Linked DNA regions of Mus musculus: all the other regions are linked to region 4. The links are chromatin contacts, called in public HiCAR-type and promoter capture Hi-C maps. All regions are on one chromosome and are shown on one strand. The core of a region is the stretch at or near the end of the contact, and the rest is flanking DNA. Distances in the headings are between cores, read along the strand shown. Region 1 holds the start of Ppp3r1 (protein phosphatase 3, regulatory subunit B, alpha isoform (calcineurin B, type I)). Region 2 holds the start of B3gnt2 (UDP-GlcNAc:betaGal beta-1,3-N-acetylglucosaminyltransferase 2). Region 3 holds the start of Pno1 (partner of NOB1 homolog). Region 4 holds the start of Actr2 (ARP2 actin-related protein 2).

Region 1 (2,700 bases), core at 201-2,700, 3.0 Mb before region 4:
CAGAGATCTGCCTGCTTCTCTCTTACAAGTACTGGGATTAAAGGCATGCAACCCCACTGCCTGGCCATCAGAAATGTAGTTTGTTTTGATACTAAATAAACACCTTGGCTTTAGGAAAGATGCTGGAGCAGGCTGTTGGGAGTGTCAATGGTTTAAATGGGAAGCTATAGAGTTGAGTTCAGCTGTAGAGGCCTAAGAGCCAAATGTAGGTCCAGATGAAGGGATGGATGGATGGTACAGCTGGAGGAATAGAAAGATGGACAGTTGACCAAACCTTGTCAACAGTGAGGACTTAACTGAGTTCAAGCCTCAGGGGCAGTCAAGTGTTCTTTGCCTATCAGGATGGTCGGATGATAGATTGGTAGGGGTTGTTGCCATCACAGTGCTAGATGTCTATCTCTTTATGGAGTCCAGGTGAGGACGTTGCACCCTTTTCTTGGTATGATGTGCCTACCACGTTCTTGTGCCTGGTTTCCCAAACAATTGTAACAAACCTATGCGCTGTTACAGTTTACCCTGATAAATTCATAGGGTGCCACCCTTTCAACGCCAAGCTATAAGGCATTTTCAGTCTGTGAGTGGAACTGGATACATGGTAAGTAGCATTCGTGTCCCCTCCGGTGCAGGCATCCCCCATCCTCAAAGTGGAGTCAAAGCTCGTCTCTCAAAAGCTAAAAAATAATCTACACTTACAGAAGATGAAACAGGTAGAGCAGGACATACCCTGACCTTTATTTTCTATCTATTCAAAACCTGACTAAAATAAATAACATAAATACGTTATCTTTATCACATCTCTCCTACCAACTTATCTTTTCCTCTTAAATATAACTTCTTTCCATGGACTTTATTACCTACTGTAGTTTCACTTCTATAGTAAGGCAACTGCCACCATTACGGACATACCCTTACTACATGGACAACAGGGCAGTCTGTCTCGTAGTATTTCTCTTAAAGGCTTCTTTCTGCACCAGCTGCAGGGCAACCTAGAGGTAGTGTCTGTTGGAGTGGGAAGCAATCCCCCACTCTTGTCAGTGGCTCCCAGGACCTAAGCTGCAGCTAGCTTTGCTTCTCCTATTTTTCCAACTGCGCGCTTGACTCCACAGTGTAGACTTGCCCGTGCCTCGCCATAGTGACATGGTGTCACCCCCCAAGAGCGACACAGCCCTGTGGCAGGTCCTGTCATTCTCCCCATTTTCTCCTCCCAGGAGTCTTCCTCCTGCCGGCCTTCCTTCGGTCACATGACAGGAAGCGCGGCTCTCCCAACGTCAAGACGTCTGCCCCCCCATCTCCATGTCCCCCGGCGCACGGTACGCAAAAAGCGCTGGCGGAGCGCTAGCGGGGCTCTGCGAGCAATCCGGTTGGAGAGCGTGTGCACGGCAGGGCGCGGGTTCCCGGATGTCAGCCTCCCGCAGGCTCCGCCCCGCCCCGCCCCGCGCTCGCTCCGCCCTCTGCGCGCCCTGTTCCGTGCCTTGAGGTTGCGGTCAGCGCGAGCCGCTGCAACGAGTCGGGGCCGCCTGTGAGCGTGAGGCTGCAACCCTCTCCTCCCGCCGACGCATCTCCAACCGGGACTCCGCCCGCCTCGCTCCGGGCCCAGGCCCCGTTGCACCCCGCCCGGCGCCGGACAGCAAAGCCGCCGTCGCCGCGTCCCGAGGATCCTACAGCCGCCGCCAGCGCCGCCCGCCGAGCAAGATGGTGAGACCTCGGTTCCCCGGTCGCGCGAGGGAGGGCCCGGGGCGTCCTCTCGGATAGAAAATTCCAGAGGCCTGGAGGGTGCAGGTGCTGGGTTTCAAGTCCTCGGCTACTTGCGCGGCCCCCGGCTCTGCGCGCTCCCGGGCCGCTGCAAGGCCCTTGCAAGCCCCCCAGCCCCTGCGCGCCTCCTCCGGGCCTCCGCGCGCCCCCCGGCCCCCTGCAAACGCCGGACGTCTCCGCGCTCCCCGAGATTCGCCGCCCCCGCCCTCCGCACGACCCTGGGCCTCCGGGCGCCCACAGAGCCGCCGCCCCCGGGCTCCTAAGCCCGTGGGCCTCCGCGCAACCCCGGCCCCGTCGCCTGTCTGGCTCGTTCGGCCTTTTCTGAACCCCGGTCCCGGGGGGCTGCGCCCTCGCTACCCTCCTCCACGTGAAACCCACTTTCCGCCCCCAGATGGGTTTCCAGGTTGGGTTTTCTGAAATCCGGTGGAAATGATAGTGTGCGGCAAATGGCGCTTTATGTAAGACCCACTTCTCCAGAGTTGTGCTTCCTCCCACTCACTCCGCATTTTCCAGCAGCGAGCCTTGGCAGGGATCCTTCCACTTTCTTGCCTTCTTCGCTCGTTTTCGCATTTATCTCTCTGCTGTTTGCAACCGTAGGGGATTTTTTTTTTTCCCGAGGCCGCTTTTCTCTGCGTTGGTGAACATGAAAGGGCCAGCGTGTATATTAGCTAAGACACCGGGCCTAGAGAAATGCTCATATTGGTTTGTTAATATTTTCTTAGTATTTTTATTTCTGTTTTTCCGGTGCTTGTGGTAGTTGTTTTTGAACGATGGCGATTTAAATTTTCCCTTCCTTACTTTCCTATTAATCCGTAGGTGGAATTCACCATGTAGTATTTCTGGCTGACGCTAGGGGTGTGCCTCCTGCCTGTCACCATAGCCAAGAAATCTATGACGCCTTTAGCTTGTTACCTTACTGGTTCTGTAGCTTCACTGGGCCTCCGTTTC
Region 2 (2,700 bases), core at 28-2,527, 2.7 Mb after region 4:
CCATTGGCTTCGAAACCTGGAAAAAGCTACGGCTTGGCGGGGAGCGGAGGGGGCAGAAGAACAGGTTTAATCGTTTGAAGCAGTCAAGTTGGGAGACCACAGTGGGCAGGGGAGCGAAGGCCAGCCACCCTGTATTTGGGGCAGGAGCGAACATGGGGCCAGCCCAGGTTACCCAAGTGTGCATTACTTTTCAAGATGACCTCGCACGCACTATGACACTAGAGAGGAGTCTTCAGAGCTTCCTTCCCACACAAGACCCGGGAGCTCAGAGGACCCTAGGCGAGTGCATTTGAGCAGGTGCTAGGTGTTACGTCCCCAGAAGGGTCCCAGCCCCTCAGGTGCGCCCACCTGCCAGTCGCAGGGCCAGCTCCCCAGGCAGTCCTGAGTCTAGTTAATCATTCAACGCGGGCGGCGTGGAATATTTTTTAGAGGTCAACGCGAAAGGTTCTCCTGAAGTTTCACAGAAACCAGTCTTTGGGGACCCGAAGATAACAGTGCCAGCGGATGGGGGTGAAAAGCGGCAGCCAGCGGCTCACAAACACCTGATCTGCCCCTGCGGCACCCTAGACCAGCGCAGTGCGCGGGCGGGGCAGAACACCGCCCGCGACGCTCCCCCGCCGCCCAGGCCCGCACCTCGTGCGCGGGGTACAGCGCGGCTCAGGGTGTCGCTGCCCTCTCCCTGTGGGTGCAGGAAGAGCGGAGGTCGAGCAGGTGAGAAGGTCAGGAAGGAGGTGGAGGCCGGGAGACTGGGGAGAAGGTGAGGAGGCTGTAAAGGAGGGGAGAAGGACCAGGAGGTGAGGAAGCCGGACAGGAGAACGGAGACCGGTGAGGATATCCGGGAGGTGAGGAGGCCAGGGAAATGATGTGCGGAGGCCAGGAAAGTGAGACTGGGAGCGGTGAGGGGAACCCGATGGAACGTATGCGCAGACAACGCAGGAGCCACAGAAGAGCGGCGAGAGCGCGGGGCGCCCACACCGGCCGGAACTAGCGCGGCGGGGCGGGGATGCAGGGCCGGTGCCCACCCACCCGGCCCTACCTTGTCTAGGGACACCTCCAGCTCGGCGGGGCGGGGCGGAAGACCGCGGCCGCATCCACGTCCCAGCCGCTCTTGCGGCTCAGCCCCGCGACCGCCGCCGCTCTCGCTCCATGCGCAATGCGCGGACGGGCGGCCCGGCGGGGTCTGGGCGGCTCCGGCTCGCCTCAGCTCCAGCACTTGTTGCCGCGGCGGCCGCTGAGCCTTACTCTCGGCCCCGGCTCCTGGCACCGCCGCCCCCTGCCGCGTCCCTTCGGTCCCGCCCCCGCCCGATTCTCCAATCACACGCCGCGCCACCGCGCGCGTCACCGCCGGGAAGGCCGCGCTCCCGCCCCGTGGCCCAAGTTTGGGAAAGGCCGAACTCGAACCCTCCCGCCAGTTGGCGCCCAGGTCCCGCTGGGACTGCGCCCCCGGGCCCTTCCCGAGCTCTCCGCCCCTCGTAGCACTGAGAAAACCTAAGGCTTCACTGGAGCGCGCGGTGTCCAAAGATTACAGTCTCCCCCGCTCCGCCAGGAAGTAGCCTCCCCCAGAAAAACAGCTGAGACTTGAGTCCCAAACCCTGCTGAGATCCAGGGTCTAGTGTAAACTCTTCAGCTACCAGGGCGTGGCGCTTGGTGAGAATTTGCCAGCCAGCACTGGCATGTAGCTAAGTCTAGACGGCTCCGAGTGGCTTGTGAGCGGGATCCACGAGGGGAGGTGAGAAGAGGGAAACCCAAGTGCACCTGACCTTTGCTCTCAGCGTACATAGTAGCGGCAGCCACCTAGATAGATGCCCAAGGCCTGAGGGTGGTGCCTATCTGGCCTCTTCGGACCTTCAGGTTATGAAGCCATCAAAGACACGATGAGGTCTCCACGTGGTTCCACTCGGGTCTCAGGAAGTCAAGAATGCAAGATGCGGGAGGCGCTGGGTGCGGAGTTCGCTCGGCGACTTCAGAAGTTGGGCTTAGCAAGACATCTGAACGCTGAACCCCCGTGATGCCGCTGGACTGAGCACCAACCACACCCAAGCATGGATCACGCGGGACCCGGAACGGTCCCCCACCCCCAACCCAGCGCCTCCCCAGGCTCCCCAGAGCGCTACGTGCCAAGGTGAGGCCCAGGAAAAAGCCGGGGAGACCGGATGGAGAAGTTGCTCTAGTTTGTAGAGCTGGGTGGGCCGGCCGAGTCGGCACGCCCTCAACACCGAACCTAGAGCCTGGTCCCCACAACCTGGGACGCGCTTGGAAGCTGCTTCCTCTCCCCTCCATTCTTATTGCTAAGGCCTTCGGTCGACCCTCTGGAGATAATCACACTGAGAAGTTAACACTCTACACCTGTTTGCTTTTTTTTTTTTTTTTTTTTTTTTTCAGAAGGCTGTCAGATGGAGTTAGTCAAAGGGATGCCATTGACTTTCGAGCGCTGGAGATTGAATTTCAGCCAGCTCGACCAAGACCACGAAGTCTTACTTACAGCCGCAGAAAGAAGTAAGTGCGAGTTGTTTGGGTTGAGCGCAGAGCCACGTGTGTACGGTCATCCACAAGAAGGAATTCTGAGTCAGTGGTTCTGGAAATGTTAAGATTGACAATCTGCAGACCGATCTGTTCTTATGTTTGTCACTACGTTCCCAAACAACAACAACAACTTGGATTTTTATATGTTCACATAAACTGTTAACCACTGTCACTCTG
Region 3 (2,700 bases), core at 43-2,542, 2.9 Mb before region 4:
AGTTTTCTCACCCCTGCCTAATCCTCCAGCACTCTCATGTCTATGGGTGTATATCATCTATGTCATACCTTAAGGAACAAATGATGTGGTATACGTTAAGCTATCACTGTGCATCTGATATATGGTATCAGCAAATACTAAGAACACAAACCAATGACCCTGCAGTAAACAAGGCAGCTAAAGTAGAACAGAAATGTATAAACTTCTGAAGAGAGCTTGAGTTCTCTTGAAAGCTGACTGGAACTGAAGTAAGAAGACAGCAGAGAAAGTGGCCTTCTCCAGAGACCAGAGCCACCAAAGATACTGGCAGGGGAAAAAAAAACCAAAAACAAAAAAAAACAAAAAAAAGGGAAACAAACACAACTGGGTCTCCTACTTGAAAGGCAGGCTTAGTCAAGTGTCTGGCCTTTATCCCTTAGGAATGCCGAGGAGGCTAGAATACCATAATAAAAGCATTGTGATATGGGAAAATTAATTTGGCACTGACACCGAAGATCTACTGAAAAAAAAATAAAGGAATTAATTTACATTTTTTTCTAAGTGGCACACGTTTCCTCCAAAAAGAGCACTTACACTGAAGAAAGTACCTACAATTACCACTTGTTTAGGCACTACCGTGTATCATTGTCTACTTTTATTAAGGCTGAAACTACGAAATGGTAGGCTACGAAATGGCTACCCTCTTCCTTACCCTGATTTCTACATTCCTTGATTTCAGGTTAAAGCGTATCTGAAGTCCCAAATGTTCTACAATCGGAGTAAATATCTTCATCCAGTTTTCTTTCAACGGTGTGTATCTGTTACCTGGGACGGGAATTTTCCTCGTTTCTTCTTTCCCAGTCTGCAATAAAAACATACACACTCAGGAGGCGACTGAGAGATGCGGGCCTAGGCGAAAAAACAAACAAACAAACAAACCCCCCAAAACAACAAAACAAAACAAAACCGAGAACCGACCCTTTCACCTGGACGCCCGGGCCCCGCCCCGCCCCGTCCCGTCCCGTCCTGATCCCCACCAGGAGCTGATCCCCGGAGAGCGGCGGGAAGACCGGCCTCTTCGCCGGCCGCGCCTCCTCCGTGTCCATGCGTCCGGCTTCTCCATCCTGTCCCGCCGCTGACGACTGCTCAGCCTGTCGTTTCTTCGCCCGGCGGCCCCCTCTGTGCGTGACGGGAGTAAAGCCGTCCTCCGTTCCGGTGCTTTGCGTCTCCATCTCGGCCAAGATCAATCCCGGCAAGTACGACTAGAGGAACACGTGCGTGGTTGTACAGCGCATGCGCCAGCCTCCACCAATCGATTTGAAGACACCACCCCTTTTCCTAGGCGGGGTCCATGCCAGGGGCCTAAGGCTGGATTGGTCCGCGTTTCGGAATTGCTGTCCTGGGATATGCCTGTTTGCTAATGTCTCCGTGCCCTCATACGCTCGCAGCCGAAGCATTCACAGTCTTTACTGTGTCTATGTAAAGTCGTTGTGGTAACGGCAGTAAATTAGCTTGTGCCATGTGTGGAGAAGCATCTGTTGCGGTCTCAGTAGCTCACACGGCATTTTCGGAGGCATCCAAGCCCAACTTGCTAAGGCTTCCGGGTAGAATGCGGCTAGGGAGGGACAAACTGCCCCTGATCTGTTTGCAGTCTGGTTACCAAGTTAGCGTTTGGTTGCATCTACACCATGTCCACCTTCGAGAAGCCTCAGATCATTGTCCACATTCAAAAGGGCCTCAACTACACAGTGTTCGACAGCAAATGGGTGCCCTGCAGTGCCAAATTCGTGACGATGGGCAACTTTGCCCGGGGCACCGGCGTTATCCAGGTGTACGAGATCCAGCGCGGGGACCTCAAGCTGCTGCGGGAGGTGGGTGCAGGCTTGGACCGTTTGGGTTTGCGTGATCTAGGGTCTGATTCCTCAATGCTCCAGCAGAAACAGAAAGGAGGTGACAGATTGAGAAATACTTCAAACTAGGCTCTCACTGCAGCCTCTTCCTCCCACCATCCTCCGTGCAGTCCGTTGCAAGGTTTCTGGGAAGTGAAGTTAACATTTCGTGGCAACGTTCTTGGACCTTATAGGCTGTTAGCAGTTGTCGTAGTCTACTAGTAGATATATGCAATAAACCCACATTTCATACAAGCAAAACCAAAGGAGGCACCGGGATACCTACAACAAAGTTGATGACGAACTAGTAAATACCACATCCTTTCAAGAAGTGTCAGTTCAATGCCTGATAGTCCCAGGCATGGGAATTGCAATGCCAGCTATATCATGGAGTTTATTTTCTGTTGGGGGAGACAGTCCAACAGCCAGACCAAGAATGCATACATACATGTAAACTCATCAAGATGAGTTTTCTAATGTGCAGGTCTATAAAAGTAAAAACAGATGCAGGACGAGTAGAAACTAACTAAAGCAAATTTAGAGTAGAGTATGAAGTTTCTTACAAAAAACAGCATGTGAGAAAGCTCAGTGATAATGGTGGAAGGTAGTTTATTATCTTTTTAAAAAAGAAAAACACGAGCTAGAAGTGGTGTTGCACACCTTTACTCACGGCAATCAAGAGAAAACAGCAGGAGAATTTCAGTTTGAAACCCTATCTGCAACAACCACAACCCCCGTAAAATAAAATAAAATACACATTCATAAGGGATAAGTAATGACCATTGCAAGATATGTAAGACATTCCACAGATTTGTCCTTCATTTTGCTTTAA
Region 4 (2,700 bases), core at 82-2,581:
AAAATTGTACCATTTCCCTCACTGCTTTATCCTTTATCTCAAAAAATGAGATGCATTTTATGTATCCCTTCATGAAGTCTGCAAATATAAATATCTCTAATGAGCACATAAATGGGGTTGCTTAAAAACCTTTAAGTTACTGAATCTTAGGGCTGTTACCACAGCAGTGGTATGGATGTCCCTTTGTATTGTTACCTATCCTATTCTAGCCCAGATTTAGCTTAAATGAAGCTAGTACAATAATTGTCAAAGTTTGTAACAAATTCAACCAAGGGCACTATAATGGCAGTGAATACCAGCTCCTTCCCCTTTCAACAATCTGGCTTCAAAGGTGTAATTCAAGTAAAATCTATTTTAATTTGTGTGTCGTCTCTGTGGCAGAGAGGAGAAAAGTCACAAAATGTTGCAAATCGCTAAAGGAGTCAGAAACAGTTGCATCTTCAAAACTGGAACTTTGATGCTCCACCCTTTTAACTGGGGATAGAAAGAAACCAGTTGCAACGAGTTTTCTGAATCAGAACTTTAGGCTTATTTTGACATTTTTAGCATCTTCAAGACTAACGTGTCTATCCTGTACTTAACAGAAAAAAAAAATGAAGCAGAGGAGGAACCAGAAATGATCCAACTTCCCACTAGAATTTACTTGAGAGGTCCTAGGTCTATAATAGGGCGGCATGCAAAGCAAGAGGTGAAGCAGGAGCTGCTGACCATCCCCCTCTCTCAAAACCACAGACGACAAGGACAGCCCACACGCTCTCCCGGGGCAGACTCCAGCCGCGGCCCGGGGCCTGACAGCACTTCCTCTTTTCTCTGCGGAACCCGTTTCCTGCCTCGCATTCGGCATCTTTCGCTACACAGGAAGAGGAAGGCCGCTAGGTCTTGTATGGACGAACACAGGCGAGCCTCGGAAATGGAGACCTCCTCGCCACCGAGGGACAGGGCCTCTCACCGTCTAGACCCATCTCTCGGCACGCCGGCGGATGCTTGCGAGCGCGCGGGGACAGGTTCCGCCGCCTTCGGGTGCAGCGCGGGTAGCCTAGCTCCGGGCCACCGGCTCCGGGCCGGCCGGCGCCCCCCGAGAGCTCGCCCGCCCGCGCGCCTGCCCGCGCCCCCGAAGCCCAGCCGCGCAGCCGAGGGGCCCGCGCGCACCCCGCACACACACGCGGCCGCCCCGCCGGGCCTTACCCCAGTGCCGTTGTCGCACACCACCACCTTCCTGCCCTGGCTGTCCATGGTTCGTCCTGGTGAGCCGCCGCCCGGCCTGGCCTGCTTCCTCCTCCACACGGCCCCGCCCTCGGCCCGCCGCTCCGCCCAAACCGGAAGTCCCCGCCCGGCAGCCGTTCCAAGAGGGCGGTGCAGAGAGAGAAAAGAAGAGCGGGGACTGGCAGCCGAGAAGGCCAATGAGAGCTGTCCGGCGCGGACCCGGGCGCGCCCTCTCGCCTCGTTCTGCTTCCGGGGCTGCGCTTGGCTGGTGGGGCGGCGGCTCTGACCAAGTTGTCTCGGGACCTAGGGCGCGGCCGGGCCGGCTGTACAGGAGGCAGGCAGGTGAAGGCCGGAGGGTGTGTGGCGGGACGGCAGTGGAGAAGGGTGGAGCAGCCGGCTAGGAAGACCGAAAGCCACCTGGAGGTCCCGAGGCATGATGTGTCATTGCTCCTAGGCCTGGGTGGATACACCTACAAGTTTCAAACCTCCGGTTTATTCCACACCTCCAGTTGCATGCAGCCCTAGGAGCCTGGCGGGATGCTTTCGTTTCTTTCTGCTTCACCACTTCCCTCTTTGATTTTCTCAAACAGGAACTCACCATGTTGCCAAATGCAGACTTTAAAATTGAGGTCCTCTGTAACCTCCCTTGGAAACAGGGACAAGTGTTACACGCACCTCTTTAAGAAATTGAATATGCACCCGGGCACTGTTGGCGTTCGCCTTTAATCCCAGCACTTGGGAGGCAGAAGCAGACGGATTTCTAAGTTGGAGGCCAGCCTGGTCTACATAGCAAGTTTCAGGTCAGCCAGAGCTATAAAGTGAAACCCTGTCAAAAAAGAAAGATAATGCTTTCACTTAGCGCATAGTGGTGAACTTGCTTTCAATCCCAGCACACAAGTAGAGGCAGTTGGATTTCTGTGAATTCCTGGCCAGCCTGGTCTATTTACAGAGCTAGTTCTAAGACAGCCAAGGCTACAACAAAGAAACCCTTTCTCGAAAACAAAGAACAAAACTCTTTCCTTTAATTTTAGTTTAGTTTTGTTTTCTGAGACAGGGTCGCATTGTCTATCCTTGTGTTAAAACTAAGAATATTAAGTTAAAAAGACCAAATCCATGATTGTCCAATTGGAGCAATTTTGGGGTACACCAGGACTGGCCAACCACCTGTCTCACCGCTGCCGGTCGCTTGAGGTCCGTTTTATGGGCGAGATGTGAGCGAATTGTTAGATACAGTGAAAGGGAAGAGTCAAGGGTCAGAGTATATGTCATGTGAATCCCAAGTTTAGCTAGGCTGAAAACTTGTTTTGCAGTTTACATCAGACCTAAGAAACAGAAACTTATTCTTTTTTGTTTGTTTGCTTTTGTTTGTTTGGTTGGTTTTTTTTTGTTTTTCGAGACAGGGTTTCTCTGTATAGCCCTGGCTGTCCTGGAACTCACTTTGTAGACCAGGCTGGCCTCGAACTCAGAAATCCGCCTGCCTCTGCCTCCCAAGTGCTG

Evidence for each region. Promoter capture Hi-C pulls out the DNA fragments that hold promoters and counts their contacts. HiCAR-type assays count read pairs that join an accessible place to other places. Capture Hi-C pulls out chosen DNA fragments and counts their contacts.
Region 1: a contact with region 4 is called in a HiCAR-type map of astrocytes, with 6 times the contacts expected there. The contact joins the promoter of Ppp3r1 here to the promoter of Actr2 in region 4. A contact is called at or near these places in 2 of 39 promoter capture datasets (embryonic stem cells and pre-B cells), 1 of 484 Hi-C or Micro-C datasets (B cells), 2 of 115 datasets of contacts at active chromatin or transcription factors (astrocytes and large pre-B cells) and 2 of 9 other capture datasets (adipose tissue and liver).
Region 2: a contact with region 4 is called in a promoter capture Hi-C map of liver, with 3 times the contacts expected there. The contact joins the promoter of B3gnt2 here to the promoter of Actr2 in region 4. A contact is called at or near these places in 1 of 39 promoter capture datasets (liver) and 2 of 9 other capture datasets (adipose tissue and liver).
Region 3: a promoter capture Hi-C map of pre-B cells shows a contact between it and region 4, with 8 times the contacts expected there. The contact joins the promoter of Pno1 here to the promoter of Actr2 in region 4. A contact is called at or near these places in 5 of 39 promoter capture datasets (cranial neural crest, embryonic stem cells, hippocampal neurons and 2 more), 5 of 115 datasets of contacts at active chromatin or transcription factors (astrocytes, embryonic stem cells, extraembryonic endoderm stem cells and 1 more) and 1 of 9 other capture datasets (adipose tissue).

The regions. Positions count from the first base shown.
Region 1 is chr11:17,157,848-17,160,547 of GRCm38.p6, forward strand. Ppp3r1 (protein phosphatase 3, regulatory subunit B, alpha isoform (calcineurin B, type I)) reads left to right here and starts at 1,451. Exons shown (of 6, transcript NM_024459.2): 1 at 1,451-1,695. The coding sequence starts at 1,693.
Region 2 is chr11:22,858,458-22,861,157 of GRCm38.p6, forward strand. B3gnt2 (UDP-GlcNAc:betaGal beta-1,3-N-acetylglucosaminyltransferase 2) reads right to left here and starts at 1,278. Exons shown (of 2, transcript NM_016888.5): 1 at 1,037-1,278.
Region 3 is chr11:17,210,297-17,212,996 of GRCm38.p6, forward strand. Pno1 (partner of NOB1 homolog) reads right to left here and starts at 1,293. Exons shown (of 7, transcript NM_025443.2): 1 at 1,017-1,293; 2 at 692-841. The coding sequence starts at 1,211. It overlaps Wdr92 (WD repeat domain 92), which reads left to right and starts at 1,597. Exons shown (of 8, transcript NM_178909.4): 1 at 1,597-1,850. The coding sequence starts at 1,668.
Region 4 is chr11:20,111,620-20,114,319 of GRCm38.p6, forward strand. Actr2 (ARP2 actin-related protein 2) reads right to left here and starts at 1,332. Exons shown (of 9, transcript NM_146243.2): 1 at 1,186-1,332. The coding sequence starts at 1,233.